Linked DNA regions of Sus scrofa: region 2 is linked to region 1. The links are chromatin contacts, called in public HiChIP or PLAC-seq maps. All regions are on one chromosome and are shown on one strand. The core of a region is the stretch at or near the end of the contact, and the rest is flanking DNA. Distances in the headings are between cores, read along the strand shown. Region 1 overlaps LOC102167874. Region 2 overlaps FYN (FYN proto-oncogene, Src family tyrosine kinase).

Region 1 (7,169 bases), core at 2,650-5,149:
ACCATCAGCTTTGGAACACTTTTTTAGCCCCCTAATGTGTAGTTGAGCATAAGCTTCTCTCTGAGGTAGCTTGTAGGAGCTAGTGCAGGGAATGTTCCTATTGCATAATATATTAAAGTAATTTATGTGCTCTAGCTTTTAGAGAAGAGCCAGCTCATTTTGAGTGGTCTTTTTCTTTCTCTCTCCCCCAGCCTTTTTTTTTTTTTTTTTGGGGGGGGGTCTTTTTAGGGCCACACCCACAGCATATGGAGGTTCCCAGGCTAGAGATGGAATTGGAGCTACAGTTGCCGTCCTGCACCACAGCCACAGCAATGCAGAATCTGAGTCACATCTGTGACTTACACCAAAGCTCATGGCAATGCCGGAACCTTAACTCACTGAGCGAGGCCAGGGATCGAACCTGCATCCTCATGGTCACCAGTCAGATTCATTTCCATTGAGCCACGACGGGAACCCCTTCACTGGTCCTTTTCATGTTGTTTGATTTTGAACACCTAGAAAATGGGCTTGCATTTGTCTTCTCTTCTCGAAAAAGCTATAACGTGGTTCTGAAACGTACATATTTTAGGCCCCAGATAATATATTATCCAAATTCTAATTTAAAACAAAATATTATTTAATATATCTGATTTATAACATTACATGCACCATGCATTGAAAGCAGGTAAAAACAAATTATGTGTTTTATTTTACTGTGTTGGCAACAGAGAAGTCTGCCTTAAAAAACAATATAAATCATCTTTTACCTCTGCTCTCTGAAAATAATTTGGGGTTAACAAAATCTAAATTGCACCTGTCAGAGCTGCCAGTAATGTCAATTTTCACTGTCTGTGCTCTCCTTCCTCTCCCTCTGTATCTTTAGACTCAGGCAATAGCAGCACAGTTCCCACAATTAAAAAATGAAAGTGAAAGAAAGGAAGGGAAGAATGGTTACACTTCCTTTGGGTGTGGAAGAGGATAGATCTTAGCACAAATAGCATATAGGTACACAGACAAAGCACACCTGAAACAAGGCAGTACGCATGCACCAGACTGGGGATGTGGTGTGGTATGCGCCAAACCATTCATCTTCTTACCTAAATATAGCAGTTTCTCTATCTAGAGGTAAATATGTTAATGCTTTACGTGGAGAAAAAAACACTACATTGCCCTTTTAAATATCAAATACAGTAAGTCTGTCTTTGCTTAGAGATGTGAAGATAATGTGCTTGCAAATGCTAATGAAGTAGAACTGAGAGTAAATACTTTGTGGAACATAGATAAGAAACTACAACAGTTAGAGCTCAGTTGGCCTGGGCCAGAGGTGACAGTACAGAATCACAGGAAGTCTGAGCTAGAAGAATTTTTTTTTTGTCTTTTTAGGGCCAAACCCACGGCATGTAGAAATTCCCACGCTAGGGGTCTACACCACAGCCACAGCAATGTGGGGTTTGAGCCGAGTCCACCACCTACATACACCATAGCACATGGCAGCACTGGATCCTTAACCCACTGAGTGAGACCAGGGATCAAACCTGCGTCCTCATGAATGCTAGTCAAGTTTGTTTCCGCTGAGCCATGATGGGAACTCAAGCTAGAAGAATTTGATTAGGCTTCTATACATCAAATTTTAGAGGCATGAATCCCCTGTGTAACATCCCAGCGAATGGGTCATTTTGCCCTGGTTTTAAATACTTTTGCTGTAAAGATACTCATTAACTTACCACCAGTGCAACCAGCCTCAAGTTCTTCTTGTTTAGGGAAGATAAACTCATCTGTACTTTTTACACCTTCATTTGGTTCTTATTCTTCCCCTTCAACCCACACAGAAGAGATCAAATCCCTTCTTCTAACCCTTCAAATATTTGAAAACAAGCATCCTGACTTATAACTGTCCTGTAACTGAGTGGTCACTAACCTGGATTGTTTCCTAAACTGGTCAGAGCCCTCCATCCACACCACTCAGCAGCTGAAAGATCCTCATCCCTGGAGTTGATTGGTGGTGCTGCTGCTCAGGTGACGGGCCTGTGATAACGGTTGCGCTGTGTTGATGAGTTGCTGCTGAAAATACTGGAGCCAGAGAGGGGAGACCCTGAACCCAGAGTCCAGGAAAGAGCCCGAGTCTTCATTAAGGTGGTGGCAGCAAAGGCAGGCGCTGTAATATTTCACCTGTGCCAAAAGCACAAATCCCAAAACCATTACCTCATGTCATTACATTCAACCAAGCCTGTAACTTGGAAGTTGGGGCCTTGAGCTCCAGTTCCTCCACCAGCTCTGGCACGTGCCAGCTGCGGTTTAGATGACTTCTCTCCAGGAGCCTTCCCTAACTCCTGCCCCTCCCCCACCCTGAGACTGGCATCAACCTTCCTTGCACCCTATGCCCACCTCTGTTGTAGCACTCACTTCGTTGTGTTTTATTTTATTTTGACAGCATATGGAGGTTCCCAGGCTGGGGTTGAATCCGAGCTATAGCTACCGGCCTATACCATAGCCACAGCAATGTGGTATCCAATCTGCTTCTGTGACCTACACCACAGCTCGTGGCAATGCTGGATCCTTAACCCACTGAGTGAGGCCAGTGATCAAACCCGCATTCTCCTGGATACTAGGTGGTTTCGTTTTGGCTGTGCCACAATGGGAAATCTCCTCATTCTATTTTAATTACCTGCTCCCTTGTCTGTGTCTATTGTCCTGGAAGTTCTTTAAGGCTAAGGACTCAGTCTTGGTCTCTAGCACTTACCTCAGTGCCTGGTGTGTTCCAGAACTCATAAAATATTTGTTGAAAATAGAAGAAAGGAAAGAAAAAGACAAAGAGGGAGAAGATAAAATGAGGAAGCTGAAATATATTATCTATCTAGCTTCTTACAGCGAAGACTCTGCAATTCCTTGTTCTTAAATTCCCTCTTTAATGTCAACCTCAATTTTTACAAATTCAAATTTTCTCTGGTAAGAAGTTTCAAGTGGTTACACCAAATTAGAAGAACTATAAATATATATTCATACATGTGATACAATTTTAGGACTCAGATTTAGAGTTCATTTAATGAGCCCAAACTTTATTTTATATATGAGGAAACTGAGGCACAAAGAGATTAAGTTGTCTGCCCAAACCCACCTGGTTAGCGGGAAGACCAAATTTCAGACACTGCCTTGCTCCTTTCGGGCTGCACCCCATGGGCCTGCAAGCCTAGTAACTGCCCAGCCTGAAGCTGAAGAAAGAGCTGGGAGCAACAGAAGCATCGACGGTTTATTGGCTAGCTGGATCTTCCACAAAGGGTCCTGGATCACACCCAACCGTGTGGGCAGGACATAGCTACACTCTTCACTACCTGTGGGAGAAGGAGGCTGCCATTTATAGAGGGAATCTACGTCCAGGAGCTCATCAGTTACCAGGGCTAATTAAGCTCTGTAATTAAGAAGATTGGATAGTCATGTGGATGAAGCAGGGCCAGGTCGAGCAGGGGATGTAGAGAGAGCGAGAGAACAGCCATCTTGAACAGCCCAACTATAGAGCCCCCAGACCAGGATAGCTGGTCTCTAGTCTTCCTTTCTGAAAGAGCTGCTACAAACATGGCTACAAATAGAAGTGACAGATGTTTCCCCTTTTATGTGTTGGTTATATCAATCCACACATTTCTGGCTGTAAATGAAACTTTAAGAAACACCCTTCTCTGTTCCTAGACAAACTAATGAAAATCGGTTCTCTTTTCTTCCAGAAATGTCAGAGGTATTACCATCGTTCATCAGGTGACTCCTGTTAAGTTGTTTGCTAAACAGAGTTGCAGTCATTTGACCTGCTTTCAGCCAGGCTGGGTATCAAGGCTCAACATTCGGATGTTAAGCCATAGGGTAGTGCTGCCATGAGACCAGCTTCTTGGCGAGAAGCCCTGAGGTGCAGATGTAAGGTGACCGAGTGCAGGCTTGAGGCCAGGGCCCAGTGCTCAGTGCCAGAAACCTGAGCCAAACATTGGAACTAATTCCCAGGGAGCTGAATTGGTGTCAATTAAAATTTTAGATGAAAAGATCTTTTGTTTACTCTGAAGAACCACTTCATTTTATAAGCTCATAGGAAAACTAGATGTTTTGCCATTATACTTGGAATGTTTTCCAGAGGCCAAACCTTTAAAAATGAAAAGGAAGAAAGAGGAGGAGGAGAAGAAAAAGACAGTTTTAGATGACTTAAGAAATCAAGAAAATATTTCTTTTTTTTTTTTTGGTCTTTTTACCTTTTCTAGGGCCGCTCCCGTGGCATATGGAGGTTCCCAGACTCGGGGTCAAATCGGAGCTGTAGCCACTGGCCTGCACCAGAGCCACGACAATGTGGGATCCAAGCTGAGTCTGTGACCTACACCACAGCTCACAGCAACGCCGGATCCCTAACCTACTGAGCAAGGCCAGGGACTGAACCCACAACCTCATGGTTCCTAGTCGGATTCGTTAACCACTGTGCCATGACGGGAACTCCAAGAAAACATTTCTTGAAAGCAACATCTTTCATAGATATGCTAACTGGGAACCTTTATTTTTGTGTCTTGAAATATTCTGTGAAAATTGTCAGGTGGTACTGGAGTGAAAGTGGTAGTGATCAAGGTGAAGGCAATGAACCAAACTCTAGACCAATACAGATTTGAATTCACCACCACTTCCTAGCAGCTGACTTGTGTGCTATACTTAAGCACAGAGACTGTGTTACATATTGGGGTTTTCAACCTGACTGTGGTAGAATCATCTGCATGCTTTAAAAAAAAAACCTTCAGAGTTCCTGTTGTGGCACAGTGGAAGCGAATCCGACTAGGAACCATGAAGTTGCAGGTTTAATCCCTGACCTCGCTCAGTGGGTTAAGGATCTGGCGTTGCCGTGAGCTGTGGTATAGGTCACAGACTTGGCTCGGATCCCACGTTGCTGTGGCTGTGGTGTAGGGTGGCAGTTACAGCTCTGATTTGACTCCTAGCCTGGGAACCTCCATATGCCTTGGGTGTGGCCCTAAAAAGACAAAAAATAAATAAAAATTTAAAAAATAAAAATTAAAAAAAAGTCCCTGCCTGGGCCCCAACCCAGACCAATTAAATCAGACTCTCTGGGGTGGGACTCAGGCACAAACAGTTTTGGAATGCTCCTTGGTGACTCTAATGTTACAGACAAATGGCATAGTGATCATAGCTTTGATGCTGGAGTCAGTTGCTTGGGCTCAAACTCCACATATGCCCTTTCATGGAAATTGACCTTGGGCAATTAACCTGATTGAGCCTCAGTGTTCTCATCTGTACAAATGGGGTAGTACAAGTTAAGTGTACGGTTGAGGATTAAGTAATCCATGTGAAATACAGCATAATGCCTGCAACATAGTAAGTATTCAATTATACCTACTAGTTTTATTATCCATAATTCCTTTAATTCACATTGGTTTTAAAGCCCAGTTAGATCCTGTCCCAGTCCTGCAGAGAAGACTGAAAAATGAAATGTATCTTACTAATGAACATGAAAATAAGTGGGAAAACTTTAAAGGGATATTTTGTGCAACCCTCTTGTTAGATTTTGAGTGAAAGGATAAAGTTGAGTGAAAGAAGTCTGCTTTGACTCAGCACCCATGGAACCTTCTTGTTTATCGTTTCTCCACCTCACAGTCTTGTTTAAAAAAGAAAACGCTGAAAATATGTAAACAGAGAGAATCAAGGGAGATACAATTTGGAAAGTGGGCACTAGGGGCTGGATGCCTCTAGCTAGGAAGATATTTCTTAGTTCAGCAGTGTGTCTCAGTAGTTCTCAAACTTTAATATACATCAGAGAATCATCTAGATGCTTGTGAAAACACAGGTTATTGGGCTGTGTCCCCCAGATATGCGGGGAGGAGGTCTGGAATGGGACCTAAGAATTTGCATTTCTAACAAGTTCCCAGGTGATGCTGAAGCTACTAGTCCAGGAACCACACGTTGAGAACCACTGGTGGTCAGACGTGTAGCTCCTGGTGATCGGGATGTTCCTCAGCCTTGTTGGCTGTTCAGGTTGCTTTTCCACCTGTGCCCATACAGAGTTGGTGGGCACCCCCAAAATCTCCTGATGACCTAGGTACTGCCATCAAACAGAAAGTTGGTTTTCTGTTCAGTAGTCTTTTCTTTTCATCTTGTGTCTTTTTAGGGCCGCACCCGTGGCATATGGAGGTTCCCAGGCTAGGGGTCAAATCAGAGCTACAACTGCCAGCCTACACCACAGCCACAGCAATGCCAGATCCCAGCTGTGTCTGCAACCTACACCACAGATCATGGGAATGCCGGATCCTTAACCCACTGAGCAGGGCCAGGGATCGAACCTGGAACCTCATGGTTCCCAGTGGGATTCATTTCCACTGTGCCACAACGGGAACTCCAGTAGTCTTTTCTTGACCTTGTACCCCTTGAAGTTTGCTTGATACGCAAGTCTTAAGCCCCAACAGTAGAGTTCCAGAGTTCATTTCAGAGAATGGCTGGGTATTCATTTTTGCCCACTCATCTGCCCTACCCCCCCTTATTCCTGATCCCCTCAGGGTTGCTGCATCTCAAGACAGAGCCTGGATCCAGCACTGTGCTTCCACAGAGGCCTCTTACTTGTACCTAGTATAGTTCAAACTCAAGAATCTGGGATTTGAGGTGCAATCTCAACCTCTTTATTTAAAGAACGTCAGGGCCATTAGGAAATTCAGGCCAGTGTTCTCCAAATCCAAGCCCAAACGCTATAACAATCCTGAACTGCATATGTTATTAGAAACTTGGGGTGATCAAGGCTTATAACTCAGTACGCCCACAGTGCATCTTTCCTCAAGATCATCTTATTCTTTCAACTTCACAGTTTGTGTTAATATCACTTTTTACCATAGTTGCCCAGACTCAAAACTTAGGTATCATGATTCCTAATATTTATTGAGTACATAAATCCTCACAACATTATGAATGGATATTATTCCTTCTATATGAGCAAACTTAGGCTTAGCAAAGTTAAGTCATAGCTAGAATGTAAACACCAGAATCTCTGTCAGTTTTATTCTCTGATATAGCCCAAGTGCCTAGAACAAGGCCTGGCCCATACTGGTGTTCAGTAAATATTCACTGAGTGAGGGGAGGCGGGTTATACAACGAACGCATGGAATCTGGGATTTGAAACCAGACCCATCCTAATCACTGCACCACACTTGCTCTGGCTCCAGTTTTGGCTTTCC
Region 2 (7,169 bases), core at 1,557-4,056, 130 kb after region 1:
TGGCGCCCCACCAGCCACAATCTGACATCACGTGACCATGCTAGGCACCGTCCAGCCCCTCGACCCCCAAGTGCCCCGAGGTTTGCTGACTCTGATGGGGAGACAGGGTGTCTGTGTTTACAGATGACCTTGGACAGGCCATCTGTCATTGGAGACCTTTGTGACCTCTGGGGGGTGGGGTGGGGTGGGGGGCTGTCCGATGCTGAAACCTCAGGCTGCATGGAGCTACCAGGAGACATTCTGGGAGACTGCTAACCCCTGAGAGGTGCAGCCTCTCTGCACGCTGGCCTTCTTGACAGAACAGGAAATACCATGCTCAGGGGGAGCCGGAGGCCCTGGCCCTTTCCCCAATCACTGTCAGGCGCTCTTTTCTGGTTTCCCTTCCATTTGGGGGGCCATGTCTTGTTCTGCCATCACCTGCCAAGCCCTTGTCTGTTTCGGCTGCTCCCTGGCCCTGACTGAGTCTACCCTCTAGAATCCTCTCCAACTTCTGACCCAGTTAATTTATAAAATCAGGAACCTGAGTCCCAACCATTCAGAAACCCAGGTTTTTTCCCCCTTGCTCTCAGGAATATAATCAGCAGGACACAGCGCAGGCATGTGGCAGCCTCTTTAATTCTGGATGATAGTGGCCACCCACTGGCTAGAACCCTGCAGGACTGGCCACAGCAGCTGGGCTCAGATCACAACCCTGTCCCATGGGTAGGGGACACTCAGACTTTGGGATCTGTTGCCATCTCTCTTTGTTCTGTTGCTGCTTTTGGAGCTGGGTTTATCTGGGCTCCTGGGGCTGTCAGCCACATGCTTATCCAAAACCTTTTTAGGATGCTTTCTTATTCTCTGCCACCATACTTCCTGGAGGGGATAAAGTCCATGGATTATTCCTGCTGGGCTGAGGAAGGCTTTCAATGTAATTATCCTAATATAACCTTGCTCACATTTCAGAGTGACCCTTATTTTAGTGAGAGGTTCGGTGAGTGAGTCTGGGTCCCCCGCCTCTGTGCCCTCCCTGACTTTACCGGGGGTTCTCTTCAGTTGGATGTTTGGTCAGCTCTGTGGCTAACTGCCTTACACCCTCCTCCAACTACTGAAAACTCAAATGACAACCAGATGGGGCAGCGATCCAGAAGCAAGGGGAGAAGGGAGGGCTGCCAGGAGAGCATCCCACAGCGCTCTGGACAAATAGGGGCAGGGATGAGCATTTCCTTATCTGCAATTCCCCAATCCAACAACCTCTGCAAACCAAAAGTTCTGGGAACTCATCTCATTTGGCCATAAAATTTGACCGGGTATGAGGCTGTTGACTGTTTTTATTTCTTCATACGTATCGTTGCAGAAGTAAGAATGTGTTTGAACAGAGTGCAGTCCCAGACTCTCCTAGGGTGTTATATAAATTATGGTCTATTTTTTTTTTTTCATTTCCTTAAAGAAATGGACATCCTTAAAAAAAAATTCTGTATGGGCTTCCTTAAAAGAAAAAATTCTGACTCTGAAGCACATTCAGTCCCAAGGGCTGTGGCTGGGCAGCCGTGGCACAAGGGACAGCAGCCACCACATTCCAGCGGCCCGGAAAGGTTAGGAAGAGAGCATAAGCATGTCTCAGGACTGGCACTGTCCAAAGCATTTGCGTTGTATTTCAGCACAGCCCTTGGTTTCATAATATCTCAGAACCACACAGCCCAAACCTGCAGAAATCCCCTTATCCCCCGCCCTGCGAGGATCGAAGGGAAGATCTGACCCTCAGGTCTGACAGGTACTTATAACCTGCACCCCCCACCCCATGCCTTTTAATGCTCTCTTCTGGCCCAGGGACCGTCCAAAACGACACCCCGGAGTTTCCTGAGTCATTCTCCTCTTGCTCTGTGGTGCTTCTGTCAATAACTGTTTCGTGTTATGACAAAACGAACTGCTCAACTGGAAAGATTTCACGTATTATTTTAAAACTCTTGATTCAGTCTCCACCAGTGGAAAGTTTAATTGGCTGCTTGGGTCAAGCCCATCTTTCCAGAGCTCTGCCTGAGCCTTGGCTGCAGCTGGTGCAGTAACTTGACCATCAACATGTAGCGTCTCCCGAGGCAGCCTGCTCCCGGGGCAGTTGTGACCAGGGGCGGAGCTGGACTCAGTCCTGCTGGGGGGTGGGGGGCTGTCAGCTCCCTGGATGCATCTGCTCTCCACCTCCTTTCTGCCTGCACCCTCTTCCTGCTCCTCCTCTCACCCCTCCAGGCAGGGGTGTGCCTGGGAACGCGCTTCCTTTTTTTTCCTCTCCTTCAGTGGAGAGAATGCCAGGAGAGAAACAGAAAAGACAGAAACTTTAAAATATGGTGTAGGGACAGGTTTCAGGGAAACTCTGCCAACGATGGTTCCTAGTGGCAGTGGCAACAGAGACCGTTTTGCAACAGGAGGATGGCCTCTATCCGCCAGTGGCATCTGACCGTGGGAAGAGTCATGGTCACAAAGCTTCCCAGGGCACGTTGCCTGGTTCCCAACCTCCCCATCAGAGAAAAGGCGCAGGGCTTGGCGGCCAGAGAGGAGACTCGCTAGCTGTTTTCAGGCCAGCCCTGTCCTCCTCTGTCCCCACTGCCGTGGCTGCTGACCCTCTTGCTCTCTCGCTGGGGTGGGTCAGGAAAACGGGGCCTTTCCATGGGTCACTCTCCTAGGACACAGTCCAGTGGTATCAGTTCACAGAAAACCTGCGTCATCTGCTGTGCTGGGGTTCGATCTCAAATTCCTCTTCCCGGGATCTTCCTGTCACCCTGCAGTCAGGCTTTCCCACGTGGTTGCTGGCAGCACCATTTCTAGCCGGTCTGCCCCAAACCCTGCAGCTGAGATTCTCCTGCCAAGTGGACCGTATTCACTTCCTGCCATTATGACCCGATTATCCTTTCCAAATCATTTTGCTGGCTTCCTCTTGGTTTCTGAATTGAGGTCAGGTTTCCACTCTCACTTTCCAACCCTTCCTAGGTATGGTTGCCAGCAACGCCTACTTTCACATGTGTGTCTTCTTCCCCTTCTTTCTTTTTTTCCCTCCCTCTTTTTTTTTTTTTTTTTTTTTTTTTGCACTTTCCTATTCCTCTTCTTGAGCTACATATGAACTCAGGGGAACCTCCTTGATTTTCTTGCAGACTCTCCAAGGGAGAAAACAATTCATTTGCATTGGCCCCTTCATCACTTCTGAGTCTGTGCCTCTCAGTAGGTGCCTTGACTTCCGCTGGCCTCGGTGTCTTCTTTTGCCAACAAAACACCTCAACATCCACCGTGTTTTCTGCTGTCAGAAAAGAAGTCTTCTATGAACGGAAGGTGTTGGGCTTCATGGCTCTCGGTTTGTGCAGCTCCTTAATATGGATCTCTGAGGGGCCACCTCTGCACCATTAGGGATTTTTGCTGGTACCCGTTCAGGTCTGCATCTGGATTGGAATGAGGGGTTGCGAGAACCTGGATTTGCGTGCCAGGTGAATAATTAAGCATTTTGACAATGGGAGGGATGTTCATGTTCTCAGATATCCAGCTTTTGCAAAGCGAGCTTTCCGCTGAAAGGAAATTATACCCTATTGTGCATGAGGCTTTCCGTCAGAGGCTCCCCCTGGCTTCTCTGCATAAACCCTACAAAAAGCCCTCATGTTTACTTGTGTGCTGAGCGGTGCTGTGCGAGTGCTGAGTGCTGAGGGAGGAAGGAAGGGGAGCAAGTTAATGGTGCTTGCTCAGCATGAGCATGCTATCAGATCCTCATGTGCTCCCGTTATCTGACTGGGCAACAACTGGGACGCTTCAAGTTAGGCTGCGGTTATGAGATCAAAGTCCAGATTTTGGGCAGATAGATGCTGCTCAAAGAGAATTGCTGAAAACGAAGGCATGACTTTGAGAAGGCACAAAAATGACTAGTTTTGTTTCTCTTTCCTCATCTTAAGCAGATCGCCTCAGGACAGCTGTTTTTATTAAGCCCACGGTATTGATAAATACAGAAATGATGGCCACTCAGGTACCATAACACACGTACGTGGCTTATTTAAAGCTGACAGTACCAGTTCTTGAAGAGCTCCTTTGTCCCAGAAAAGGGGAAAGGGAAAGGGAGGGAGGGTGCCCCCTAGGAAGGCCATGGAAGCGCCCAGCCCAGCTGAGAGGGAAGAGCTGCAGAAGGCAGGACTCCCTGGCTGCCCTCCCTCCTCCTTCACCAGCACACTGGCCAAGAGAAACCTTGTAAGGGGAGGTGACAACGTGACTCCAGGGCATTACAGGCAGGATTCCTTCTGGAGAGAACACTGTGAGGAGAAGCCTGGGGACTGTGGATGGGGCAGAGGACAAAGCACCCTTGGCTGAGGTTACAGGGTTTTCCTGTGTCCCATTCTCCAGGCTGCAAAGTCCTAACCTCTTCCCACCCCCAAAAAACTCTGCTTTTGTGGGCATGCTGGGCACAGCGGGGGGAGAGAGGCGTGCAGGCGACAGTGACGGGCTGCTGAACACAGAGTCTACAGTTCAGGCTCCGTCTGAAGCATCTGGGTGGGGCAGAGGGAGGACAAAGGTGGAGGCTTCTAATTCTTTAAGGGAAGTGCTACAGATTCCCTAATTTATCTTCCTCCTCAAATCATTATCAAGTGACAAAATGCATTCATGAAAGTCAGGCAGCTGTCTCTGGTGAGATGATTTGAAAGCACTTCAAATGCATGAATAAATGTGATATGCTTAAGAGAATGTTCCTGCTTTGCCAGATCCTGCCAAATTCCCAAAGCAGGTGTTCAGCTGAGAGCCAGGGCACAGAACGGCCGGGATGTTCTGCCTAGAACAGCGCTGGGACATGGTGTTTGAACGGACCATGGGGTCAATTTCCCAGAACAGCTTTGAGGACAGAGGGTATTTTGTGGCCGGGAAAATACATGCTATATTTATGTGTGGAGATGATGAAATAGAGTCAAAAGGCTTTGCAGGCTACGGGCAAGGTCTTATTTCAGAAGCCTCATATAGGTAGAATTGTCCCCCCTCCCCGCCTCTGCTTAGACTTAAGAGTGTACTGTGGGGCACACACTGTGCTGGGCACAGGAAACATATACAAGCCCCCTTCTTCTCAGAGTTCAGAGCTACTGAGAAACAGAGACACACAAGAGCTTCAAGAGAGATGTACCCAGTGCACGGAAGCAAGCAGAAGGGCACCCCAAGAAGAGACGTGGAGAAGGCTACGCAAGGAGAGGAGGTTTGCATTGGGCTCTGAAGGATTCCAAGGTGGACAGTGGAGCAGAGCAGACAGACCTGCATGTCTGAAGGGCTCTTTTGGTGTGAAGGGTCAGGAAGTGATAACAGAGAAAGCATGTCGAGACATACCACCTGCTCAAGGCCCTCACTGACCCCTAACTCACAACAAGCACATGCAAAAGTCCTGTTCATGACCTAGGAAGGCCCTCCTGTTCCTTCTGCTCCAGCCACCCCAGCCTCACTGTGGTTCTGCAGGGCCTCTGTGGTCTGGTTCCCTCCAAAGGAAGACTCCTCTCCAGGGATGGACCCTGAGCCTCCCTTCCTTCAGGTCTTTCCTCAGATGTCCACCTCCTGGGGAGGTCCTTCCTTGCCACCCTCTATCCCCTTCCCTGGTTTATTTCTCTCCCTACACATTACCACCAACACTGGACATATTTTGCTCACTTACCTTTGCTTCTTGTCTGTCTCCTGTGAGACTCAGAAGTTTAGGAGGGAAGACGCCTTTCTTTATTGGCTCACTGCTATACTCCTGGTGCCTAAGTGGTACCCAGCATATAGCAGGTACTCAAAAAAATACATGGGGAATGATTGAAGGAAAGTGTTATAAAGGACTATGCCAAACAAGGGCTTCTGAAATGCATCTGGAAGCCAATGGGAAACAATGGATATTTTTAACTGGTAGCATAAGGTAAGTGTTTTCTAGGGTCTGTGTTTTCTAGGGTCTGTGTTTTCTAGGGTACCTCTCGGGATGATAATGATGGAATGGTGTGTGTGTGTTGGGGGAGGGGGGAAAACAGGGAGGTGGGCAGAGACCAGAAGCAGGAAGTCCTGTGAAGGGGTCACTGCAAGAGTGCATGATGGCCTGCCAGGGGGCAGTGGCAGTGGAGACGAAGGGTTTAAAGGCGAAATGACAGGTTAAAGTGCCTAACTCTGACTTTATGCATCAACCCTAGGAACTTTTAAGGGTTTCATTTCTCATATCTAATCTAACAATCCGTCAGTACAAAATCAGTTCTAATCTTGATGCAAAGGATGGTTCTGAACCTTGGCTGACGGCTGTACCGAGAAGGCACTCAGGTCAGGGGACATTGGAAAACAGAGCTGTTCTTTGGAACCGTGTCCATGTTTGTCACACATCTTGGAAGCAACCTTCTTTGGTGGGGTGATGGAGTCCTCTCCATCACCTCCCTGTTAATCTCAGCATCGCATTTCAGTATTTTGAGTTGGGCTTCAAGGCTCTCACTCAATTTGAGATGGCCTTTCTCCCCTTCCTTTCAATCCATTCCTTTTGCAAAACCTGCTAACCAACCAACCAATCCAATGCTTTATTTTCTCCTCATCCCTGTGGCCCTCTGTTTGGTCATACTTCACACGCACCATTCCAAGCTCCTTCTCTGATTCTTTTTCTGGACCTTTCTTCATGGTGGGCAAACATGCCTGGGAAGCTTTTGCAAAACCCATTTAGAAGTTACTTTCCCCTCTCCCTTGACCCCCATCCTCACCTACCAGCCGAAGTGCCTTTCCTGTGTGTGAAGATGACAGACGGCCATTCTCAGCTATGAAAGAGCTCAGAAAAATGGATCTCTTCCTACTGTTCCTTGAGAATACACTCTCCCCAGCTGAGAAATAACTGCATCAAGAAGTCAGATGGCAGTCACGATGGATGGAGCCTGGGAGTTGGTCCTGTGTGCTGCCCATGGTACGAGAACTCATGGCAGTAGAGAAGCAGCCCCTGGGCATGTGCTGCCAATGAGGCCACGTCGACAGCAAGACTGCAGAGAGGGGGGCCTGCCTTTCACGGTGACGTTGGATGACGCCTCGCAAAACTGTCTGTTTTGAACTTAGGACTTGTTATCCTTCTTTTGGGTAATCATCCTAAATTGGGATCCTTCTGTAAAAGCGTCTCCCTCAAGAAGAGTTTACTGTGAGATTCAAAAGCCCCCCCAAAATCCGAAGACAGCTATGTTAAAGAACAACAAGCAGGAGTT

What was found. HiChIP or PLAC-seq counts read pairs in DNA pulled down with a chosen protein or histone mark.
Region 2: a contact with region 1 is called in an H3K27ac HiChIP or PLAC-seq map of skeletal muscle. The contact joins two enhancer-like sites. A contact is called at or near these places in 6 of 47 Hi-C or Micro-C datasets (brain, embryonic fibroblasts, heart right ventricle and 2 more) and 2 of 2 datasets of contacts at active chromatin or transcription factors (alveolar macrophages and skeletal muscle).

Annotation. Positions count from the first base shown.
Region 1 is chr1:77,456,527-77,463,695 of Sscrofa11.1, forward strand. All of the region lies in intron 3 of LOC102167874, which reads left to right. Among named protein-coding and RNA genes, the nearest start is that of REV3L, 60 kb to the left of the region's middle. Within about 2 kb of position 3,900, at least 12 of the 83 cell types and tissues checked have an H3K27ac peak or open chromatin away from gene starts, as enhancers often do. A contact at or near this core is called in skeletal muscle, where this site is marked.
Region 2 is chr1:77,586,920-77,594,088 of Sscrofa11.1, forward strand. All of the region lies in intron 10 of FYN (FYN proto-oncogene, Src family tyrosine kinase), which reads right to left. Among named protein-coding and RNA genes, the nearest start is that of TRAF3IP2, 49 kb to the left of the region's middle. Within about 2 kb of position 2,807, at least 26 of the 83 cell types and tissues checked have an H3K27ac peak or open chromatin away from gene starts, as enhancers often do. A contact at or near this core is called in skeletal muscle, where this site is marked.